Regions from separate parts of the Rattus norvegicus genome. Here region 2 is linked to region 1. Evidence: chromatin contacts called from public Hi-C data. All regions are on one chromosome and are shown on one strand. Each heading gives the region's core, a stretch centred on a gene start, on an enhancer-like site or on the middle of the called end of the contact. The rest is flanking DNA. Distances are from core to core; before and after follow the strand shown.

The links. Hi-C and Micro-C count contacts between places; a contact is called where the count stands out from the background.
Region 2: a contact with region 1 is called in a Hi-C map of Schwann cells, with 7 times the contacts expected there. The contact joins two enhancer-like sites. A contact is called at or near these places in 8 of 12 Hi-C or Micro-C datasets (the A7r5 cell line, the Rat2 cell line, Schwann cells and 4 more) and 1 of 1 datasets of contacts at active chromatin or transcription factors (oligodendrocytes).

The regions. Positions count from the first base shown.
Region 1 is chr12:51,697,155-51,703,099 of GRCr8, forward strand. It overlaps LOC134481216 (a long non-coding RNA gene), which reads right to left. Exons shown (of 2, transcript XR_010056625.1): 1 at 5,755-5,945; 2 at 1,820-3,813. Among named protein-coding and RNA genes, the nearest start is that of Noc4l, 24 kb to the left of the region's middle. Within about 2 kb of position 2,442, at least 10 of the 93 cell types and tissues checked have an H3K27ac peak or open chromatin away from gene starts, as enhancers often do. A contact at or near this core is called in Schwann cells, where this site is marked.
Region 2 is chr12:51,829,259-51,835,203 of GRCr8, forward strand. No RefSeq gene overlaps it. Among named protein-coding and RNA genes, the nearest start is that of Galnt9, 44 kb to the left of the region's middle. Within about 2 kb of position 3,728, at least 5 of the 93 cell types and tissues checked have an H3K27ac peak or open chromatin away from gene starts, as enhancers often do. A contact at or near this core is called in Schwann cells, where this site is marked.

The DNA of each region.
Region 1 (5,945 bases), core at 1,192-3,691:
TACATTGTGCATTAATATATAATATTTTTAGTTCTTTTTTTTTTCCCAGAGCGGAGGACCGAACCCAGGGCCTTGTGCTTGCTAGGCAAGCGCTCTACCACTGAGCTAAATCCCCAACCCCTAATATTTTTAAAAAGGAATGACAGGCAGCACAGCTCTTTGCCTTGGACCTGCCTCCTCTGGACCTGGTTGAAACTCTTGTCTGAATCTTGCACTTGAGAGACTGAAGTAGGAGGATTGCTCCAAGTTTGAGGCCAGGCTGGGCTACATAGTAAGATACCGTGTTACCTCCACTCAGAAAAGAGAGAGAATATTCATTTATCAGCAACACTGAATCGTGGTGCTACTTTTAAGTGCTTTCTATGGGACAGGGCAGAAAAGTGGGGTCAGGGGTTGGAGCTGTTCTCTTAGGTCGCACATAGGACCTGCTCTTTACGGATGTGATGAGTGGATGGTGCTGAGACTCTTAGATCTGTTGAGCATCCCTGATCCTGCTTCTGGGCACTAGTTGGGATCATGCCATCCTAGAGTTGATACCATATGGGAGAGAGGGGTTAGGCAGTGGCCCAGAGGCAGCGGCCCAGAGGCAGCATGCAGCCTGAAATACCTTTGATGTCACCATTTTATCCCAGGACTGATGCTCACTGGTTTGCTGCCTCTGGGGTATTGGGGGGAATGGTGAGACCTGACTTGCCAAGAGTGGGTGGGAAGGTCCGGCTCTCCAGACCTGTCTATGCCTGCCATTTCTGAGATATAGGAGCCCGACAACTGACTTCAGCCACCGTGACAGAAGAACCCCAGCTGATGGAGAACTCAGGCAGTGGGATTATCATCTTTCAACATAAGTGGTGATGGGCATCTTATTCAGGCCTTGCTATAAATTGATTTCAGATTAAACCATTCCTTTCATCTAGATCGAAAGGTGGGAACAAGTTCCAGTCAGACAAAAATCAAAAATAGCTAAGACTGCCTTCTGCCACTCCGGTCTCCAGGGCTCACCCCTTCCCATAATCCCTAGGTGTCATTAATTGGCCTTCTTGATTGTTACAGGACTGTTTAACCGACCATCTATTCCCTTCCTTTCTCTGCTCCACACTCCCAGCTCCAATACCACAGAGCTCCACAATCAGTGAATAGAATTACACAAAATGCAAATTACTGACCTAATGAGAAGGCAAGTAAATAACTCAGCCATGCAGGAGATCAATCCCTTGGCCAATTTCCCCTAACTACACACGGAGATCTGCCCTCCCAGGAGGAGAGCCACAGACATGGATCTGGCCCATTTCATCCCCAGTGCATGCTTCTCCTGATCTAGTGGCCAGGTCTTCTCAATCTGGGGCTCCAGCCAACCCTCAGAGGCCAGTCCCTTCACTACTTAAAACGTCACACTTGGGACTGCATAGCTCAGTCGTTAAGAGTATTTGCTGCTCTTGCAGAGGACCAGAGTTAGGTCCCCAGCAATCTTGTGAGGTAACTCCAGTTCCCGGGCATCTGACGACCTCTTCTGGTCTCTCAACACCCATGAAAATAATTCAAATAATTTTTTAAAAAGTTCAGTTGGTGCTCCTCTAGTCTGTAGGTTGGTCAGCCATCCACCTTGGACTCTGGATTCTCCAGAGTCACAGCAGTTCCTTGTGGAGATCCAGAGAACAATCCCCACCCCCCTTTTTTTTCCAGATCAAGGGGTGCAACATTCCTGGGTCTGCGTCCATCTTCCATTCTCAGAGCTGTTAGCATTTTACCTTCCAGAGTCTAATGTCTCTTCTGCCAGGCTACCTCCTTCTGTCCAGGCCCCAGTATCTTAATTTTAATCTTCTTTTTCCACGGTCCACAGGATGCAACGCGGGACCTCAAACATACTTGGCAAGTGTTCTATTGGTTGAGCCGCATCCCCAACTCCCTGCTGCCACTGATAAAGTCTCTGTTTTAGGTCTCTATTTCTGTGTCGAAACACCATGACCAGAGCAACTTGGGGCAGAAAGGATTTATTTCAGTTTGTATTTCCGTATCATTGTTTGTCATGGAAAGAACTCAGGGTTAGAACTCAAGCAGGGCAGGGACCCCGAGGTAGAAGCTGATGGAGAGTCTGTGAAGGGGTGCTGCTTACTGGCTTGGTTCCCATGGCTTGCTCAGCCTGCTTTTTTTTCTTTTTAATGAACTCAGAACCACCAGCCCAGGGATAGGACTGTGCTGGGCCCTCCCATATCAATCACCAATCAAGAAAATGCACCACAGATTTGTCCACAGGCCACTCTAGTGGAAACATTTGCCCAGTCAAGGTTCCTTCTAGCGAAATGACTGTAGCTTGTGTCAAATTGCCAAACCTAGCTAGGACAGGTTCTTAGGAATAAGCTCTGGGCTCAGCCACAACCCAGGACTTTTACCCACAAAGCCCCTTTGTATGTCTCCGCCTGGCCTTGCAGGGCATGACTCAGAACATTCTACTTTCTCCCTGTGACCTCCAACCCTGCCTCCATGCCCTGGCAGAAAGGGTTGGATAGAAGCCTTTGCCTGGAACCAGGTGTCGGCAGACGCTGAAGCTCATCCTTACAGTAAGTGTAGAATTTCTTAACACAATTACCCCATGTTCCGAGGTGGACAGGGAATTGAATCAGAGCATGGCGGGAAGAGGCTGGTCAGAGCAGGGAGGAAGGGAACACGTTGCTAGGCTGCAGAGAGCTCACTCTAGGGACCATGGTTCATAGCTTCTCAGGGCCAGTGACTGGTCTGCACAGCCCCTGACTAGAGGAGGGGGATTATGGGTAGGGGTGGACAATGGTTCCCTTTTAGATTTATTCTTCATGCGTATGATTATTTGGCTTGTGTGTATGTGGAAGCTAAAAGTGTTTTCTCCACTGGAACTGGAGTTATGGACAGTTGTGAGTGGTTGCCAGGTATAGAAACCAGGTCCCCTCCAAGAACAAATGCCCATCTTTTCTGTCCCAACAGGGTGCTACTGTCAGAACCTAGCTCTGCCTTCTGGGCCTCTGAGCAGGTGGCTTATCCCCAAAGTCTGAGCTTTCCTGATATAAGATGAGTGTGTATTAGAAACCCAGGTGAGCTTCTGTAGGATTTGAGGGGAGGGGTCCTGCACCCAGAGCCCTGTGCAGGATGGAGTCCAGGTGCTTTCTAGGACTCCTTCAGCCAGGGAAGAAGACCAACTTATAACTCCCCCTACTGTCATTCGTGTGTGTGTGTGTTGCTGTTGTTTCTTTTTTTTTTTTAAAGCAATCTTTTTTTAAGATTTATTTATTCATTTATTATATATAAGTACACTGTAGCTGTCTTCAGACACACCAGAAGAGGGCATCGGGTCTCCTTACAGATGGTTGTGAGCCACCATGTGGTTGCTGGGAATTGAACTCAGGGCCTCTGGAAGAGCAATCAGTGCTCTTAATCACTGAGCCATTTCTCCAGCCCCTTGGTTATTAATCATAACGACAATCCTAATTGTGGGAAGACGATGGAATACTGATTCTTTATTACAGAAATCCCAGGAGCAAAATGAAGCTGTGAGAAATCTCTGGGAAAGTCTGGGTTGCAGTTTCTGGGATGAAAGATGAACTTATTGTCTGGTTGCCTTCATTCGCTGGCAGGAGTATCTATCGTTGTTGCTGAGGTACTCCTTCACTGACATTAGGACCCACCTCTTCCGAATTCCAACGTAGCCTGAAGAGCAGCAGCTCTTGAATCCTCTGGGACTCCAGTACTGGACTGCCGAGACATGCATTTCTGCGAACTGAGCCAACTATTGGATTCTTAGCTTTTCGTTCCAGAGACAGACATCATTGGGCTACCAGAATCACAGTCCTTAAGTCGAAGTAATAATAAACCCCATTTAATGCATACATATCCTTACAAATATCTAGCTAAAGGTTTATTGGATAGATATCTAGAGATAATATTGGGGGGGTTGTTTTTGCTTTATTTTCTTTGAGACAGAGTCTCTTTGCATATCCCTGACTGTCCTGGAACTCACTCTGTAAACCAGGCTGGCCTCAAACTCAGGGATCTGCCTGCCTCTGCTTACTAAGTGCTGGGGTCAAAGAAGCGTGGGGCCACAGACACCCCCAACCCAGCTATATCTATTCATCGTATCAGTTCTGATACAGCCCTTTAAGCGCTCGTGCTATCCTTGATGGTGGTTGTGTGCGGATGTGCACATGCATCCTTGTGTAGAAGCCAGAGGACAGACTTGAGGGCCATTCATCTTGGTTTCTGAGACCGGCTCTCTCACTGACCTGAAGCTCACTGAAGTCCAGCCAACCAGTGAGCTTCAGGGATCCTCCTGTCTCCGTTTCCCCAGTGCTGGGACTACATGTTTAAGTTACTGTCTTAGTCAAGGTTTCTAGGCGTGGTGAAACATCGTGACCAAAAGCGAGCTGGTAAGGAAAGGATTTGTTTGGCTGACATTCTTTTTGTTCTTTTTTCTTTTTTTTTCAGAGCTGGGGACCGAACCCAGGGCCTTGCACTTGTTAGGCAAGTGCTCTACCACTGAGCTAAATCCCCAACCCCTTGGCTGACACTTCTAAGATATAGGCCATCACTGAAAAAAGTCAGGACAGGAACTCAAAAGGCAGGAACCTAGAGGCAGGAGCTGAGGCCATGGAGGGGTGCTGTTTGCTTCCCATCATGGCTTGCTAAGTCTGCTTTGTTATAGAATGCAGGGCCCTCAGTTCAGCAACATCTCCACTCCAGTGGGCGGGACTTTCCCATCAATCATTAAGAAAATGCCCTACACTGGAGAGATGGCTCGGCGGTTAAGAGCACTGACTGCTCTTCCAGAGGTCATGAGTTCAATTCCCAGCAACCACATGGTGGCTCACAACCATCTGTAATGAGATCTGGTGCCCTCTTCTGGCCTGCAGTCACATATGCAGGCAGAATGCTGTACATAAAATAAATAAATAAATCTTTAAAAAAAAAAAAAAAGAAAGAAAATGCCCTACAGGTTTGTCTACAACCCAATCTTACAGAGGCATTCTTTTCAACTGGGGTTCTCTCAGATGATCTTAGCCTGTGTAAAGCTGACATAAAATTAGCCAGCACAATTGGCCCCTTGTCAACTTTATACCCAACACCTTTTAAAACATCCCTTTCAGCTGTGCAGTGAAGGCTCACGCCTTTAATACCACCAGTCATGAGGCAAAGACAGGTGGATCTCTTAAGTTTCAGGCCAGCCTGGTCTACAGGGAGAATTCCAGGACAGTCTTGGCTACACAGAGAAACTGTTTTGAAAAACAAAAGCTCAAACCAAGCAAACAAACAAAAAATCCATAACTTTTCCTTTCCTGGGGGCAGAGGGGAAGGAAGTCATCCTCAAGGTCTCAGATTTACATATCACAAATATAAAACATTATAAACTTGTAAGTTCCACAGTCTTTACTAATTCAAACACTTTAAAAGTCCGGTCTCTGTAAAAATCCAAAGTCTCAACTGGGCAGAGTGGCACATGCCTTTAATCCCAGCACTCAGGAGACAGAGGCAGGTGAGGATCTCTCTGGGTTTGAGGCCAGCCTGGTCTACAGAGTGAGTGTCTCAAAAAAACAAAACAAATCAAAACAAATCAAAACAAATAAAATCCAAAGTCTCTCAACTGTGGGAATCCTACAAAAATCATCACTAATATTTAAATACTTTCACATTTCAAGAGGGAAGAACCAGGGCACAGTACCAATCCGAACAAAACAACACCAGACTCCGACTGTATAAATAGACCAATGTACAATATTCGAGACGTATTACACTCACCATCTTCTGGGCTCCTCCAAGGGGCTTGGGTTGCTTCTCCAGCTCCACCTGTCCAGCACTCACAGCTTGTCTAAGCTCCAGTCTGCTCTACTACTGCTGCTGCTGTTCTTGGTGGTCATCCCAGGGTACTGGAATCTCCAAACTGCTGGGGTCTTCTACTAAAACTGGGCTGGATGTTCACCAACAGCCTC
Region 2 (5,945 bases), core at 2,478-4,977, 130 kb after region 1:
AGTCTAGAAAAAGTTCCTCTCCCGGATGCTGAGGTGGGACCTGAAATCCACCGAGAGATTTTCTTATCTGTGCCTTCTCACCATTCCGTGCTGTGTGGTCTGAGTCCTACAACCGCACCACCCCCTGCCAGGTAGAACAGTGACCGGCTGCAGAGACCCCCATGCTGAGCACGCTGGGGCCTGCTCTGCATTTGAGGGGGATTACGGGAGATTTGTTTGTGTTTGATCTCTTGCCCAGCAGTCGATAAAATGTAATTAATTTTAAAACAAGATTCACAGCTCTGTACTGCACACTGGGATGCACTTGTCGAATGCAGGAAATGCTTGCTCTGACCCTGTTGGAAGCAAGATGTGTGCACGGCAGGCCCTGCTTTTACCTACACAAGAACAAGGCCAGAGCCTCCTTTCTGCAACTGGGGTAGCAGCTCTCCAGCCAGGATAGGGACAGAGGTCACGGATACCTGTGAAGTCATAGCACTGGTAGGATGTGGGTCAGGAAAACTGCAGAAGGACACTGTGGTGTGTGTGGATGGGTGTTGAAATCTAATCTCTGATGTACTCAAAGTCAGGCAGGCTCACAAATGGGTTCAAATGCTTGCAACAAGCCATGTGGGAGGGATGTGGCAGCGAGGGAGCTTCTGGAGAAGAGCTGCCTGACAGAAAGCAGGAATCCTGACAAGAGAGTTCCTAAGGAAGTCACCAGCACTCTGCTGAGTTCTTGAGCCTCAGAGAGCTGTGGCTAGAAAGCCTCATGTTGGCATCCTAGGGCTGAGCCGCAGACTATTACGATCAGTAGAATCACTGATCTTCCCAGCTATGGGGAGCCTTAAAAGTGAAGGAAAACTAAACGTCTTGGCTTCAAAACACAACAGAGGAAAAAAATCAGATTTAAAATTGGTGGATATTTGATAACATTTAAACCGGTAGTGTGCGATACACTTGATGCCGACCAGGGTGGGGCTCAAGCCCCAGGCTTCAGACTCTTAGGATAGAGGCTGTGCCACTGGCTACCCACATGGATGTGCACTGAGAATTACTGTGAGATTTACCCATACCAGAAGAAGGTAACTGAGGACCATGGGGTTGTGCCCCTGCACTCAGAAGCCTCCTAAGACCGACTGACTGGGTGCTGTCAGAAGGAATCTGAGTTTGGGATAGAAGTATGAAGCAACTACAACCTCTTGGCCAGCCTTAGGGCCGGTGATATACTACCCAAACTGCCCCCTCTCTGCTCTAAGCCACAGTCCTATCTTCACTCTAAACAGAACAAGACAAAACTTTCCACAACAAGCATAGCTTACACATGAAGAAGCATAGAAAATATTCTAGTTCGGGGACTTCCTCGATTTTGATCGTGAAGTGGTCCACCCCATTAGCTGTAGAAAGTTCTGCTTCCCTCGCCCTTCCCCTGTAGCCCTGCCACATCCCATCTGAGCCTCTGATCCCACAGAACATTAAACCAACTCCCTGAGGAGAGCTACCACCCCTCTTACCAAGGGCACTGGCTTCCCCGGGAGTGTGGTGGGGGTTGAGGTGACAGTCCGGGAGTAGGGTCTGTCATGGTACATGGTAGGGCCTTTGTACCTTTGATGAGTGTACTGGCTGGTTTTGTGTGTCAACTTGACACAAGCTGGAGTTATCACAGAAAAAGGAGCCTCAGTTGTGGAAATGCCTTCATGAGACCCAGCTGCAAGGCACTTTCTCAATTAGTGATCAAGTGGGGGAGGACCCAGCCCATTTGGGTAGTGCCATCCCTGGGTTGGTGGTCTTGGGTTTTATACGAAAGCAAGCTGAGCAAGTCGGGGTAAGCAAGCCAGTAAGTAACACCCCTCCATGGCCTCTGCATCAGCTCCTGCTTCCTGACCTGCTTGAGTTCCTGTCCTGACTTCCTTTAGTGAATAGTAACATGTAAGTGTAAGGTGAATGAACCCTTTCCTCCCCAACTTGTTTCTTGGTCATGATGTTTGTGCAGGAATAGAAACCCTAAGACAATGAGGCTCACTCATGATGACCAGGATGGTGGAACAGCCATTCGAAATATCACATTCCCTAAAACTCCGTGGAGATGCTCCTGCTGGTCTTACAGAGGCAACACTCGGGAACTGGAAAGAGTCTGGGTGACAGACTGAGAAGAGAGCTTGGTGCTGCAACTGCAAGACCCTGAGCTCTGTCCACTCCATGATCTTAGAAACTGACCTCAAGTCAAGACGAGAGCCCAGCCATGACCTAATCCAGCCTGTAGATTCCCTAGCAAAGTATTCAATTAAGCTCCATCTCTCTGACTGTGGACACTACAGATGAGAAATGTGGATGGTTTTGAGGCTTCAAAGCATATGATCTGTACCTAATACCAAATGAGGGCTGTTCCCTGAAGAGGGACCTCGCATACCCCTTGCCCTCAAGGACTCACAGCCAGGGAGGGGGAACAAAGAAATAGCTGGCAGAACCCCGGGTGGTGGAAGACAAGCCGTGGGTGGGTACAGAACCCAGGGGAGTACGGGGCATGGAACCGGGAAGGGGACCCAGATGGGATCTGCTAAAAGGAAGACTGTCCCAGCCTGCTCAGTCTGAGCTCAAAAGATGTCAGTGCTATTCCAGCGGGGGCGCTGGAGGGATAACAGTCAGGACTGTATACTTCAGGGCCTGGGAGCAGGGCTCAGGGAAGCTGGAGGGTGGGGGAGCACATCTGAGCAGATCTGCGGGTCAGAGGCCAGCACAGCACGGGTCTGCGAGCATCAGGCTACTGCTCACTCTCTGACCCAACCACAGCCTTGCACATTCCAGCGTTCCATGCCTGTGGGAAATAAAGTCACTCCCTGTCGTAGAAATCACATTTGTCCTCGGGTGTCGGGGACATTCCATCTCCCCCTTCCTCTGCAGGGCCACTAATGTCAAGGGGATGATGAAGGCTCTACCTCCACGGACTAGTGTTAAGGAGGAGAGGGAAGAATCATGGCAAAGGAACCATGACTTTATGAAGACACATTGCTGAGGTGAAGTGCACTGGAGCAGAAAGGCCAAGCTGTGATGGATGGATCTAGTTCTAGCTGGGCGGGGCTCAGAAGGGAGAGGAAGCCACCAGACTCGAGGCAGAAAACCTGGCTGGGTATCTGGGGGGAAGTGCTGGATATTAATGTCCCCGTGTTAGCAGAGATGAGAGGAGGGAAGGGTCATCCTAGACTCACAAGAAGGGGAAATGCAGACCAGGCAAGGCCACCTCGGAAGAGCAAAGTGGTTAATTAAAAGGCAGCTGATGCCAACTAGTGGTGTGGGCAACGCAGCTCTGGTGATGGGAGGGAGGAAGCATGACAGCAAAGGCCGGTGCCTGTAGAGAACTTAATCTCCCAGGGACAGATGCCTCCAGGGTGTTAGTAGAAGAATCTGCCGTACAACTTTGGAGACAGTACAAGTGCCTGTCTGTAAACTAGGACATATCACAGGCTGGATGCCACAAGCTGAGAGCCATGGGAGGCCTGGCAGACGTCCATCCGAGAATGCAGCGCAAGGACAGAGCAGCATGTACACTGCTTTATTTGGGGGGACGTGCAGAGCAATCTGGAAGACAAGGAGAACAACAGTTCCCAGATTGGAATTTAAAGAGCTTCAGGGGGACCCTCAAGGCAGTGCCAATGGCTTTCAAAGCTACCGCAGCTGAAACCTAGACCACTGGAGCCTCCCTGCCCACTGTCGGCATGTGCTGCCTGGTAGTTTCTGGAGAGACTCCCAGTGTTAAGAGAAGGCCACCAACAACGAAGTCATTCATATCCAGATCTTAGCTGCCAAGGCCCCAGGCTTTGTCTAAACCCTGATTCAGCCATTAACTTCATTCTCCAGGCTTGCTAAGAAAAGGCCTTCATTCCACCCCAGTGCCTTTCCAATGGACCAGAGATAAGCCAGGGCTCAGTGGGATAGACTGTAGGAGTGATCCATTGGCTCATAGCTCCGTATCTACAGCCTACTCTAACAACTTCAGGATGTGCCCTGACCTGAACTGTTGTTCCATGCCCCTCGCTCCTGTAAACCACTATCTGTCTGACCCTGTGATAGGAAAGTCAGGGCCCATTCTGTGTTACCGAAGCCACCAAGGTCCCTGATCTCCCCATCCAGACCCCATCCAAGGGCTGCCAATGTCTAATGCTTCTGAGAAGTCCAGCCACAGCACCCTCTCCCCCTTAGCTTTATAGATCCTTGCTCTGGGATGGGTGATCAGCATCCTAGAACACATGGACACATATAATGCCCACCTGAAAAGATTCCTGGATGTGAGGCAGCACCCACCATAGGGCCACTCTTTCCACTCCCTACATGATGAATCTTAGACACAGGACTAGCGTGTCTCTTGGATTTGGAGGATCCAAACCGTTAGGACCTTGTGCCCCTAAACTCTCACCATAGGCAGGGAACCAAGTTGGAAGTGGGGTGCCTGGGAGTTCCTTCTCCAGACCCTGGTGGGCATAGGTCAGCTGGGATGAGGGGTCAGAGGCCCCGGACAGTTCTGGCTAAGACCAGCAACGCAGATTTGAAAGTTGAGTAGCTCAACGTCAAAGTGCACCTACCCTAGGTAAAGACATCCCTGTGAAGCTTTCCTGTCCTCAGATAAAACTATGACTGAGGGCATGCTGGGGACATGTCCATGACTCCAGAGTAGGAGGAATGCCAAGGCAAGGGACTACTTTCTCTGACTGCAGAAACACCCTCAACTATACAATGTCTAGGCTTTGCTTGTATTCCTGAGGTCTTGGTAGCCTCTTGTGGGCCGAAGGAGGCCTGGGCTGAGCTGAGCCACCACCGAGGATGTCTGCGTGACACAGTGGACATAAACAGGTGGGATGCAGGGACAGTAATGCCGGAGTTGAACAAACTGGTCCTTCAAGAAGAGAGCATCCTTCCACACCCACTTCCTCACAGTTCACCATACTGCCAGGAGCAGGAGGAAAGCAAAGGAGAGAACCTCCTTCTGTAGAGAGTACAAGACAACCTAGCTTGAGAAAACAGACAGGGTTTGGAGGGCAGGTTCACCTTCCTTAGGAAGTTATCGTTCTGCCACAATACACAGAGGTAGCCAAGCCTTAGTGTTGAAATGCCAACTGCTACCCACTGGGCCCATTGCCCTTGCTTAAGGCCTTCCGTCCTTTCTTCCTTCCTTCCTTCCTTCCTTCCTTCCTTCCTTCCTTTTATTGGATATTTTTTATTTACATTTCAAATGTTATCCCCTTTCCCAGTTTCCCGTCTGTAAGCCCCCATCCCATCCCTCTCCCCTTCTTCTATAAAGGTGCTCCCCAACCCATCCACCCACCCCTTCCTGCCTCCCCACCCTGACAATCCCCTACACTGGGGAGTTGAGCCTTGGCAGGACCAAGGGCTTCTCCTCCCATTGGTGCCCAAAAAGCCATCCTCTGCTACATATGCAGGTGGAGCCATGGTTCTGTCCATGTGTACTCTTTGGATGGTGGTTAGTCCCTGGGAGCTCTGGTTGGTTGGTATCGTTGTTCTTATGGGGCCAAAAACCCCTTCAGTTCCTTCAATCCTTCCTCTAACTACTCCAATGGGGACCCCATTCTCAGTTCAATGGTTGGCTGTGAGCACTCGCCTCTGTATTTGTCATGCTCTGGCAGAGCCTCTCAGGAGACAGCTATATCAGGCTCCTGCCAGCATGCACTTCTTGGCATCAGCAATATTGTCTGGGTTTTGTGGCTGTATGTATATTGGCTGCATCCCCAGATGGGTCAGGCTCTAGATGGCCTTTCCTTCAGTCTCTGCTCCAAACTTTGTCCCCATATCTCCTCCTATGAATATTTTTGTTCCCCCTTTTAAGAAGGACTGAAGCATCTGCACTTTGGTCATTCTTCTTGAGCTTCCTGTGGTCTGTGGATTGTATCTTGGGTAATCCGAGCTTTTAAGCTAATATCCACTTATCAGTGAGTGCATACCATGTGTGGGTTTTT